2 separate regions of the Danio rerio genome follow, and region 2 is linked to region 1. Evidence: chromatin contacts called from public Hi-C data. All regions are on one chromosome and are shown on one strand. The core of a region is the stretch at or near the end of the contact, and the rest is flanking DNA. Distances in the headings are between cores, read along the strand shown.

Region 1 (5,294 bases), core at 1,340-3,839:
GTTATTATGCGGTCCTGTCGCCATCTTGTAAATGAAAACGTCAACCGCCTTTAGTCTACTACTCAGTATGGCAGACTATGGCCGCCAACGAGCTGTCTCTTAGAATTTGTAAATATTTTAAAATAGGCTCTATTCTTATAAATAAACAGCATAGTTGCAATCTAAACAAGTACATTCTTGACTAAAAAAAGGCTCAAAAGCACATTATGTTGTTCCATAGATATATACACTAGATATCACAAAGGGATCCTGAGCATGTGTCGATAGCGCCGCCATATTTGTACAGTGCTCCCAGGACAAGTGTCATTCAACCGCACTAGTCAAGACAGTGTTATTACGTGAAAATGCTGGACTTTAGCGCTGTCTACGGGTGTAGTAACAAGCAAACAAAGGAAACAAAGCACAGAGGCAGAACATTACATAGGTAAGATTCAGTTTTTTACGTTTTTGTATGTTATGAACTTTTGTGCTGCACAGGTAACGTTACTGATGATAATACAGTCACTTACTGAATTCACCATAAGGCAAAGTAGCATCAACTCACACTAAATACTCTGCTTATGCTAGTTTTGTTGAATAAAATCAGCAAACAATGCAAAAGAAATATGAAAATGAGATGCTGCGCTGCCAAAAACTTGTATTATTGTCGGCTAGTAAAGGAGTTATCAAAACGGAGATTCATTCACAAACGAATAGCTCCCCTCGTCAGTATGAGAAGTGAAAGCAGTAAAGGAGGTGTGTTTCAGGAAGGGTAGATAGTACATTTCCATAAACACAAACATAAGCTTTTTTTCGGGAATGCCTGTGCGATCAGTTGTCCATCAATGTAGAAAAGTGATGTAAAATATAATTTCGTAATTTATAAAAATAATTTAGCATACTGACCTCCGATAAAACTCCCGATCATAGATATATGTATATATGTGTAATTATCTGGCTCTAGATGGCCACAGTCCTCCAGTCTTACCCTGTACTAAAACGGCGGCTCTATTGACGCATACCTTCCAATAGACAACAACAGGGTAGGCGACATCTAATGTATATATCTATGATGTTGTTCAACAGCTGAAATATTTGTCAAACTGTAGACTGTCCTTTGCTTGTTGCTGACTGGATGTGGGCAGAGTAATACACAAAGGGTAAAGAGGCTGTACGGGTGCTGATATTACTTAAATATCTCACAGCTATCAGTCAATCAGATTTAAGAACCAGACAGAACTGTTGTATGTACAGTTGATGTCAGAATTATTAGTCCCCCTGAATTATTAGCCCCCCTGTTTATTTGTTTCCCCAATTTCTGTTTAATGGAGAGATTTTTTCAACACATTTCTAAACATAATAGTTTTAATAACTCATTTTAAATAAATGAATTATTTTATCTTTGCCATGATGACAGAAAATAATATATTACTAGATCTTTTTCAAGACACTTCTATACAGCTTAAAGTGTCATTTAAAGGCTTAACTAGGTTAATTAGGTTAACTAAGCAGGATAGGGTAATTAGGCAAGTTATTGTATAATGGTTTGTTCTGTAGACTATTGAAAAAAATATAGCTTAAAAGGGGTAATAATTTTGTGTCTTAAATGGTGTTTAAAAAAAATTATAACTGCTTTTATTCTAGCTGAAATACAACAAATAAGACTTTCCCCAGAAGAAAAAATATTACCAGACATACTGTGAAAATTTCCTTTTTCTGTTAAACATCATTATTAACATCATTTCTGTACAACATCATCATTATTAAACAAAATTCAAAGGGGTGCTAATAATTCTGACTTTAACTGTGTGTGTATATATATATATATATATATATATATATATATATATATATATATATATATATATATATATATATATATATATATATATATATATATATATATATATAAACTGAATTATTACGTAATTGTTAAAACATTTAATAATCGTTAAAAAATATTTTAAAATTTTACTCCAATCCTCTGTGCCATATGATCCTTCAGAAATAATGTTAATGTTAACTGGTATATAAGCATATAATAATATAGTAGGTATAATACATAATAAATGTACTGTACTTAGATTATCATTATATAATTTGAAGATGGTGGAACAGCTTTTTTGGTAAAAAAAAAAAAAAAAGTGATATCAATGAGGTATGAGAGATAATAAATAAGAATTATTTTATTTATAGAAAGTTAGATGACAGCATTTGTTTCAAACTGATAAATTTTGTAATACTTAAATGTGTTTACTTCACCATTGATAAATTTAACATCATACCACCTGATTACTAGCATTATTGATTTAAATGATTAATTTCTCACAGCATACTTTTAAACTGGAACCTACATGAGCTCATTTAAATGATGTAATTTAAAATGTATTGAAGTGGTTTTTACCTGAGTTCCTGCTGTTTCTCTGTCTTTATTCAGTTGTCAGAGCTGAATGGAGGAATGGAGGAGGAATTCACTATGGCACGGCTCTTCATCAGTAAGATGAAGTCAGAAGTAAAGTCTCTGGTCAACCGCAGTAAACAGCTAGAGAGCACGCAGAGCGACACCATGCGTAAAATGCAGGCCAACGAGAAAGAGCTGGCGTCCTGTCAGATGCTGATTTCTCAGGTACACACAAGCAGTCAACTGCGCCCCCTAGTGATCAGTATCCAGACACATGGGCGATTCTTCTCTTTGATCTCCTGATGATTTTAAAAAGAAAGAAAAAATGTAACGGCTCTATTTTAAATGGTTTGTAAGTTTCATTTTTTCACAGCTTTTTTTCTCATTTTAAGAATAGTGATATATAGATTTTTTTTGCAGATTATCTGTTTTAGTTTTCCTGTATACACTTTTTATTTTTGCCCCTATATTAACTGATTAAAGATTGTTACATTTACAAAAAGGTTTTTTAATGTTCTATTCCATTAATATAAGTTCTTAAGCACAATAATCTAAACATTGTTTTTTTGTGTTTTATGTTTTTTTCTTCCTGTGTCCAGCATCAAGCAAAGATCAAATCCCTCACAGACTACATGCAGAACATGGAACAGAAGAAGAGACAGCTGGAGGAAAGCCATGATTCACTGACAGAGGAACTCGCTAAACTCCATGCAGAAGGTCTTTGTGGTTTAAAATCTTGCTAAATCTGTCACAAAAAAAATGTGGTAATGTGAAAATGAAAAACAAGCACACTTAAAAGTAAGTTTGAACACAGCTATGGATAAACTTAGGAGACCAATTGAAAATAATCTACATTTATAGCAACAAAAATGCCTTTCATAAAAGTTTACAGACATTTTATATTCATTTTTACACAACAAAATGCCAATGTTTTAGCTTTAAAAGAGTTAAGAAATCAATATTTGGAGGAATAAACCTCATTTTCAATCACAACAAATAAAAACATTTTTTTTAAAAAGATTGCTTTAATCGACAATACCATCATTTGAAATTAGAAAGATATTTTACTCAACCCCATACCAAATAAATCCATTAAATCCAGAGGAACTGAACATTTTTAATTGGTTATATAATTTTTCCATGTCTGTAGATTTAAAAATATTCAGAAATCTTTGCCATCATTTTGGTTGTTACAGAAAGGATGCATGAGGTTTCAGTCCTGGATAAGGAGAAGGAACACATGAGCAGAATGCAGGATGCTGAAGAAATGAAGGTGAAAAACACAAACACTGCCTCTGAAACCTCAAGCTACTATGTCCATAAGAAATAGACATCTAAACATACACATCTTGGCTAAAACAAGGCTAAATTTGGGCTCTCTGTAAAAATATAACAGATGCCTTAGAGTAGCCCAAAGCGATTTTTACCGACAGCTCAATATTCACCTTTTTTTTTAACCACTAAGTTAACATTTATACATCTATAAGACTTATTTTGAACACAAAAAATGCTTTCAGGGCAAGTACATGCCATTATCGTATCTGAATTTTTTACACAACATTTTGACAACACAAACACTCTTCTGGGCCTCATTTGCAGCTACATTCTTTAAGGGTCAAAGTAGATGTTGTTTGCTGGAAGAGTTGGCATTTTACTAATGTGTTACAAACCTATGCAGGGGATTGACAAATCATTTCAGGCAATTCAGAATCAATAACTCAATTTATTGTGCAATTTGATCTTTAAACCATCATATGTACACTTTAAATGTAATAACATACATGATAAATGTTCAAATAAATAATAGTATATATAAATCTGTGTGTCTGCATATAGAAAGCCCTGGAGCAGCAGATGGAAAGCCACAGAGAGACTCATCAGAAGCAGCTTTCACGTCTGCGGGATGAGATCGAGGAGAAACAGAGGATACTAGATGAGCTAAAGGAGTAAGTGCTTTTTAGTTTAAAACACAATATTAATTTTGAACATTCACTTTTGGGAAAATCTGCTCATGCCTGGCCTTAATCAAAATAAACCAAGACCCATTAAAACGGTTTGATGCATTCAGTATTTTTTGCCATGTGATGACAGTGTGAACCAGGCTCTTGAACTTGAACAGAAGAAGCTCATGTCTGACTACGAGAAGCTCCAACAGGAGGACCAGAAGAAGGACGAAAGGCTACAGAAGCTTCTGTGAGTTCACTGCTCATTAAAACATTATCTAAATCATCTGCTAATGAAGATTAAAGGTATAGTTAATTCAAAAAATGGATATTTATTCACCCTTCACCTCAAACCTTGAGAATTTCTTTCTTTTGTTGAACACAAAAGAAGATGTTTTGAAAAATGTTGTAAACCAGTAGCCAATGACTTCCATAGTAATTGTTTATTCTACTATGTAAATAGTTACTGGTTTCCAACATTTTGTGTTCAGCAGGAAAAAGAGGAAGGTTTGGAAGCATCTGAGGGTGGGCGAGCTGTCCCTTTACAGATAGATTTTAAATTTAAGCAGCTACAGTATGTGCAACTCCTAAAAACCTTTCTAATCGCATAATTATTGTTGTTTTAATCAGCTTTTTGAATGAGAAGAAGGAGCAAGCTAAAGAAGATCTGAAGGGTCTGGAGGAGACTGTGGTGAGCAAGATTACTTTACACAGCACATGATTTTTACTTCACCTAGAGTTTATCTCATAGCTATGCATAGATTTTGTTCTTATTGAAAGTCAGTTTTAGATAACTGATCATTCAGTTCTCTCTTCTACAAGGCCAAAGAGCTCCAGACTCTCCATGACCTGCGTAAACTGTTCATCCAAGATATCAATAATCGCATTGGCCGAGTGAGTATCCAAAACAGCGGCTGTTCTATTTTTTATATGTACTTTTTTGATTATTATTTTTTTTTTTGGCACCGGCA
Region 2 (5,294 bases), core at 1,689-4,188, 64 kb before region 1:
ACTTTGAACAAAAATTCCAGTTTCTGATTCTTCATTAATTTGACTTTTTATAAGGCTTCTTAGTCACATTCTAATGCCCCCACAATTTCACCAGTAGAGAGTTGAAGGGTCTTATGAATTATTCAGTGGCTCAAACTGACTGCACAGAGGGGAGCTCCAGCATACAGCAACACTCAGGTCCTGCAGGTGCAGAGACTAATGCTGCTTCTAAGAGTGGAAATGCTGATGTGAGATAAAGATGCACCTCTGAACAGCTTCACTTGAGGTGTGAGTCGGCCGTACATTTGAGCTCTATTTGACCATGAGCAAATACAAACTTTCCAGTCGTAAAAAGATGGATGAGACTGTAAAAAAAACAAATCCTTAAAAGGACTAAAAGACAAAATTACTCAAAAATGACTGTTAATAAACTCCATTAGGAAAACCTTTGAGCAAAATGTCATTTTGGCAGGACTATGCTCAACAAGCAGTTAATATTGAACGGTAATAAAACCACATAAAAAAATCAAAATATATTATTAGTATTAATATTTAATTTAAATTACTTATAATTTTTATGACTCTATAGAGAAAATCGAAACGTGACGTTGCAAAGTTTACCAGCTACATCACTGCTGACAACCAAATAGCATCAAAGTGTAACCCCATAATGAACAGAATTTATATGCAATACAAGAAAACATTCACAAACTTTGTTTTCCAACATGAAACTTTGACAGCCGCTTTGCATTAGACAGACACTTTGCGACCTCGCGACGTGACGAAACTGAATGAAATGAAGCTGCTCCACTGAAACTGACAATATATTTATAAACAGCGTACAAATAATGTTGAAAACTGAATGGTTTTTATGCACACCTGAATTATTAATAGCTTCAAGAGCGCCTGCGTGCGCCAATGGACCGCAACCTTCGCGAGCCCCTCTTATTTACATCACATCCCAGACCAAAACACTTTGAAGAACATCCCTGTCTTTTAAATGCATCCTAAAACAACTGTAGAAAAGTAGACATTGGTCTGTTGTATATCTATAAGAAATGTTTACCTTGGCCCTCAACGCTATCTGTGATTTTCATCTCCTGATCCTGGTCCACATTAAAAGGGTCGCCCTGGCTCCCTCGTTTGGGTAGGTTTGGATCCTGGGCAGCAGCGCATTGTCCGTTTCGCACAGCCGAAGGGTCCACAATAGTCGGATTGGGAACAGGACACAGATCTGAAGTCGTACTGTCTGTCATTGTTAGCTTTATTTGTTTTCTTGCTTTTTAAATCAAATGAAGTCTTCAATAAATAATCTCACGTCGATCTGCGTCGCGCAGCCATCCAGTGGCAGCATTAAGGGTAGCGGAGCAGAGATGCGGAGATAAACGCAATCTGCCCAGCATCAGCAACGGACCCCCACCGCACCCTCCCACCGAGAACAACTCCAATCCGAGCGCAAGAACTGCAGCCACCCATTCGACATGGGGATAGTTTGGTTAAGATCCTGTCACGCTTTCCAGTTTCAACATATCTTGACACAATCCGATCGAAGCTAGAGGCGATAAAGCCTATAGTTCCTCCTTCAGATGGACACAGATTAGAGTCTTGTCAAGTGTTTGACTGCCTCACCTGCCTGCCAGAGCCCTGTCCAGTCCTCAATGAGATAACGACTGAATGACACAATGTTATGATTGTGTTCCTTTCAACTGTGTTTATTCAAGTCTAATGATGTTTGCGCTAAGAAATATCGGACAAGCAGTAGTTTTAAATACATAAACAAAGAGACTGTCAAATTTCTTTGTACATAAGTAAAACGTTTATGTTTTAAACAATGTGCGGTCACATATTTGCGTTGATCTAAAATGTTGTTGCTCTGTAATTTTACTTTAAATTTAAGTTACTTTGAACGTTCCTTTTGAAGCTTCATAACTTAAACACCGACAAAACACACTAGTTTGCGATTTTCCTCGAACAAAAAACTCGGAATCCAAAACGCGACGTTTTTACGACATTTTAATAAGCAACAACAAGACCCGGAACTAAGAGGAGTGGAGTAGGTTAAGTTTTCCTCTTTGATCAACCCTTCCTGCAATCCACTGATTGATGATCCAGCCCAGGGTTTCCATCTACTCTTTACTGTGAGAACCCGATTTTAAATAAAACACAATTAACTTAATTGTTAAAAATGATAATATTCTGTGTCGTCTATTTCAATTTGGTTTCAATTAGAATTTTTTTTTTAAATGTAAAAAATACAAACAATACAAAAAAAGTTATTTGAACTTAAAATTGAACTTACTTCATAACTTAAATAGTAGGCCTAGGTAGCAATACAATTTGGACGTAATTAATTACCACATTACTACGTACTACATGACTCGTTGTTCAACACACGTTTGGGTAAAATGTGCATATAGATGCTAAAGTGGTGTTAAAAATTAAAAATCGGTTCGTTTTGTCGATTATTTAATTTCATTAGTGCATTTGATTTAAATAAACGAAACATTGTTATTTAGTATGTGTTTGCATCTGAACTGCCAGCGTTGATAAGTCTTGATGTCAGATGAATGCCAGTCTCTGATGCACTGCCTTAAGTCACCAATAGAGGACAGTGATGTGCAGGAGGTGAACTATTAGGGCACGTCTGAATTCATCGAAACTAGTTCTCACAGACTGCACAGCAGGCAGACTCACCTTTCTCAGACAATTTTATAAACCTTATTTTATTATAAATACCTTTTTGTGTTTTTTGTGTGTGTGTTTTTTACTGTCTGCAGTAGCCTATATTGGATAAAGGTTAATCTATAATCTGTATTTAAAAAAATTATTACAGGTATGAAATCTATGCTGACAGGTCATAATAAGTTAATTCTGGTTGGTCTCTATCTTCTCAGGGTTTTTCATTGGACTGTTTTAAAATGCCAGGGATCAGGGGTGGGAATGTTTGTTTTCCGTTTCACACACCGCTGAACATTCACAACAGCGCAAGGGTGAATGTTCAGTTGACAAGCTTCAGTGCTGAGATTTGAGCACTTAAAATCAGAAGAATGAAGGTTGATATTCATAATCATATTTTACCAAGGGAATGGCCAGACTTAAAACAGGTAGGTTGCTTAGGGTGGAACATTTATGCTTTTTTATGGGTCATTAAGGGTAACCAAGACTTCCAGGCTCACATGATGTATTTTTTTTTTCAATGTTTCACATAGCAGTTACCTTGATGCCTTTAAACTGCCTCTGATAGATTTTAATACAAAGGCCAACATTTGAATGGTGAACTGTGTATAGAAAATGTGCTTAGTCATATATAGTTCAATTCAATAATGTTTATTTATAGCGCTTTTTACAATGTAGATTGTGTCAAAGCAGCTAAACATAGTTCTAGTAAAAAATTAGTTTGTCTTTATTTTTGTATCTTTATAATCAGATATTATTATTGATATCAAGTATGTTGTCAGTGTTAAAAGTGTTAAATGAGACTGCCCGAACTTATGAAAGGAATGCTTCTGTTAAACATTAATGAAGGCGCTTGAACACTAACCCTGACCTTTATTGTTTGTTTATCTCAGTGAGCAAAGGGAATCCTTGTAATCATTTGTCAGGTGTTTTTTAATTTTTATTTGTCGTAAATCTGTTATATTATGCTGTTAAAGTACCTTATTTGACATCACACTAAAACAAACAATGAATCTAAGTGTAAAATAAAATTATTTTAAAATAAAATTATTTTTACAAGTTGATTTAATTAACATTGTACTAAATACTTCAGTCATCAAGATGAAATTAAAAGGATAAATATGAAACATGGTTAACTTTTTTTAATAATTTATGTAGAAATGCACTGCCTGTCTGGAAAAAAAGCAACTATTTGAATTTAGCAAGCACTGATCAGGACTTTATTGTTTTAATCAATGAAAGATCCCAACCAAAATTGAATGTACAACTTGTTGAAACTTTTGTCAAAGTTTGTCGAAACAGTGCCATGCTGAATGCACATAATCAAAGCTAAATATGTACCTATATACAGTATTTGACCCTGGTAAACCACTTTGTAAAGTCTAGTACATCCCAAAAATATTCAGTGGGGTTCAGGTCAATTGGTGTTCAAGTCATATGTGAAACTGAAGCCTTACAGTCTGAGCCCAATGAATCCTAAAATTGTCATCCTGGAATATGACTGGGAAAATGTCTTCTGACTTGATTGTTCTTGATATACACATTGCATCATTTAGGGTTAAAAGAATTGTTGATGTACAGCAAGATAAAGGCATATTAATCATTGTGATAAAAATCTAATGATATACTCTTAAGTATTTACTTAAATCCAAACAGACTTTTTATGGCAGACAATGTATTCTGTTAAATTTTTACAGTGAAATATTAACATTTTGGTTCATGATTCACAGAGATATGGATATGGTGGATTCGTTCAACTTCACCATCACTGCAAAGTAAGTTTAAAAAATGTTTATTTTATTGTTATTATTATTATTATGTATTGCCTTACACACCTGATCATTGCTGATGGAGAAAACCAGCTTGATCTGTAGCTCAGCCTGATGACGGTGGAAGAACACCAGCTGGACGGAAAAGGTTTTGCATGCCTGGCTATAGATCCAGCTGGCATGATCTCATGCTAGCTCTTCCTGAAAGTGTGAGAGTACATTACGACCCCCGTGAGGAATGAGTGGGCAGCAGAGACAGATCTGATCCTCCTCTCAGAGCAGGACGATGTTAAAGCATCTGCCAGCTTCTCCAAGTACCTGCAGGCCTTTAGATTAATTGGATTTCTCTGTACTGTGTTTCAGCTGCTTGTCTCTGGTGGTTTCTGGCCTACTCCTTTGCTTAGCTGATTTTTATTTATTTTATTTTTTTGCTTCGCTACAATAGGAGTTATTATTTTCAAATGGAAAGACTAAACAATTATGAGAAGAGATGCTCATTAATAATTATGTTTTGCTAGACTGAGCAGCACTTTTTTGTTGTTTGCCTAAATTCCTTTCCAGTGCTGCTTTTAATTTATTCGAATGAGAAAACTTCCTATAAAGCCCTTAGTTTTAAGAATACCTGCATGATAATCAGGAGGGTTTGTTGCTGGTGGAAAAAGAGGACAGCAGGCCTTCCCTTGGCTCCTCTCTGAGCAGCTGAGCTCCACATGGGGTTTAGCGTCAGTAAAATATCAGACCAACACTAGATCACCTTGAGTACAAATACTCTCACACAAACTCAGACTAATAAATCAGCCTGAGCCTATTTACCGTATAAGAAACAAAATGGAATAAAGAATGAAGGAATCTTAAATGAACTACAACCTC

The links. Hi-C and Micro-C count contacts between places; a contact is called where the count stands out from the background.
Region 2: a contact with region 1 is called in a Hi-C map of an unstated tissue, with 4 times the contacts expected there. The contact joins the promoter of acmsd here to the enhancer-like site in region 1. A contact is called at or near these places in 2 of 18 Hi-C or Micro-C datasets (caudal fin and an unstated tissue).

What each region holds. Positions count from the first base shown.
Region 1 is chr9:24,805,341-24,810,634 of GRCz12tu, reverse strand. kif5c (kinesin family member 5C) reads left to right here. Exons shown (of 25, transcript NM_001123275.1): 16 at 2,417-2,605; 17 at 2,980-3,097; 18 at 3,577-3,653; 19 at 4,217-4,326; 20 at 4,472-4,573; 21 at 4,954-5,014; 22 at 5,146-5,217. Among named protein-coding and RNA genes, the nearest start is that of kif5c, 27 kb to the left of the region's middle. Within about 2 kb of position 2,589, at least 6 of the 62 cell types and tissues checked have an H3K27ac peak or open chromatin away from gene starts, as enhancers often do.
Region 2 is chr9:24,869,721-24,875,014 of GRCz12tu, reverse strand. It overlaps acmsd (aminocarboxymuconate semialdehyde decarboxylase), which reads left to right and starts at 2,938. Exons shown (of 10, transcript NM_001089494.1): 1 at 2,938-3,083; 2 at 4,386-4,430. The coding sequence starts at 3,027. tmem163a (transmembrane protein 163a) reads right to left here and starts at 1,398. Exons shown (of 8, transcript NM_001128536.1): 1 at 1,044-1,398.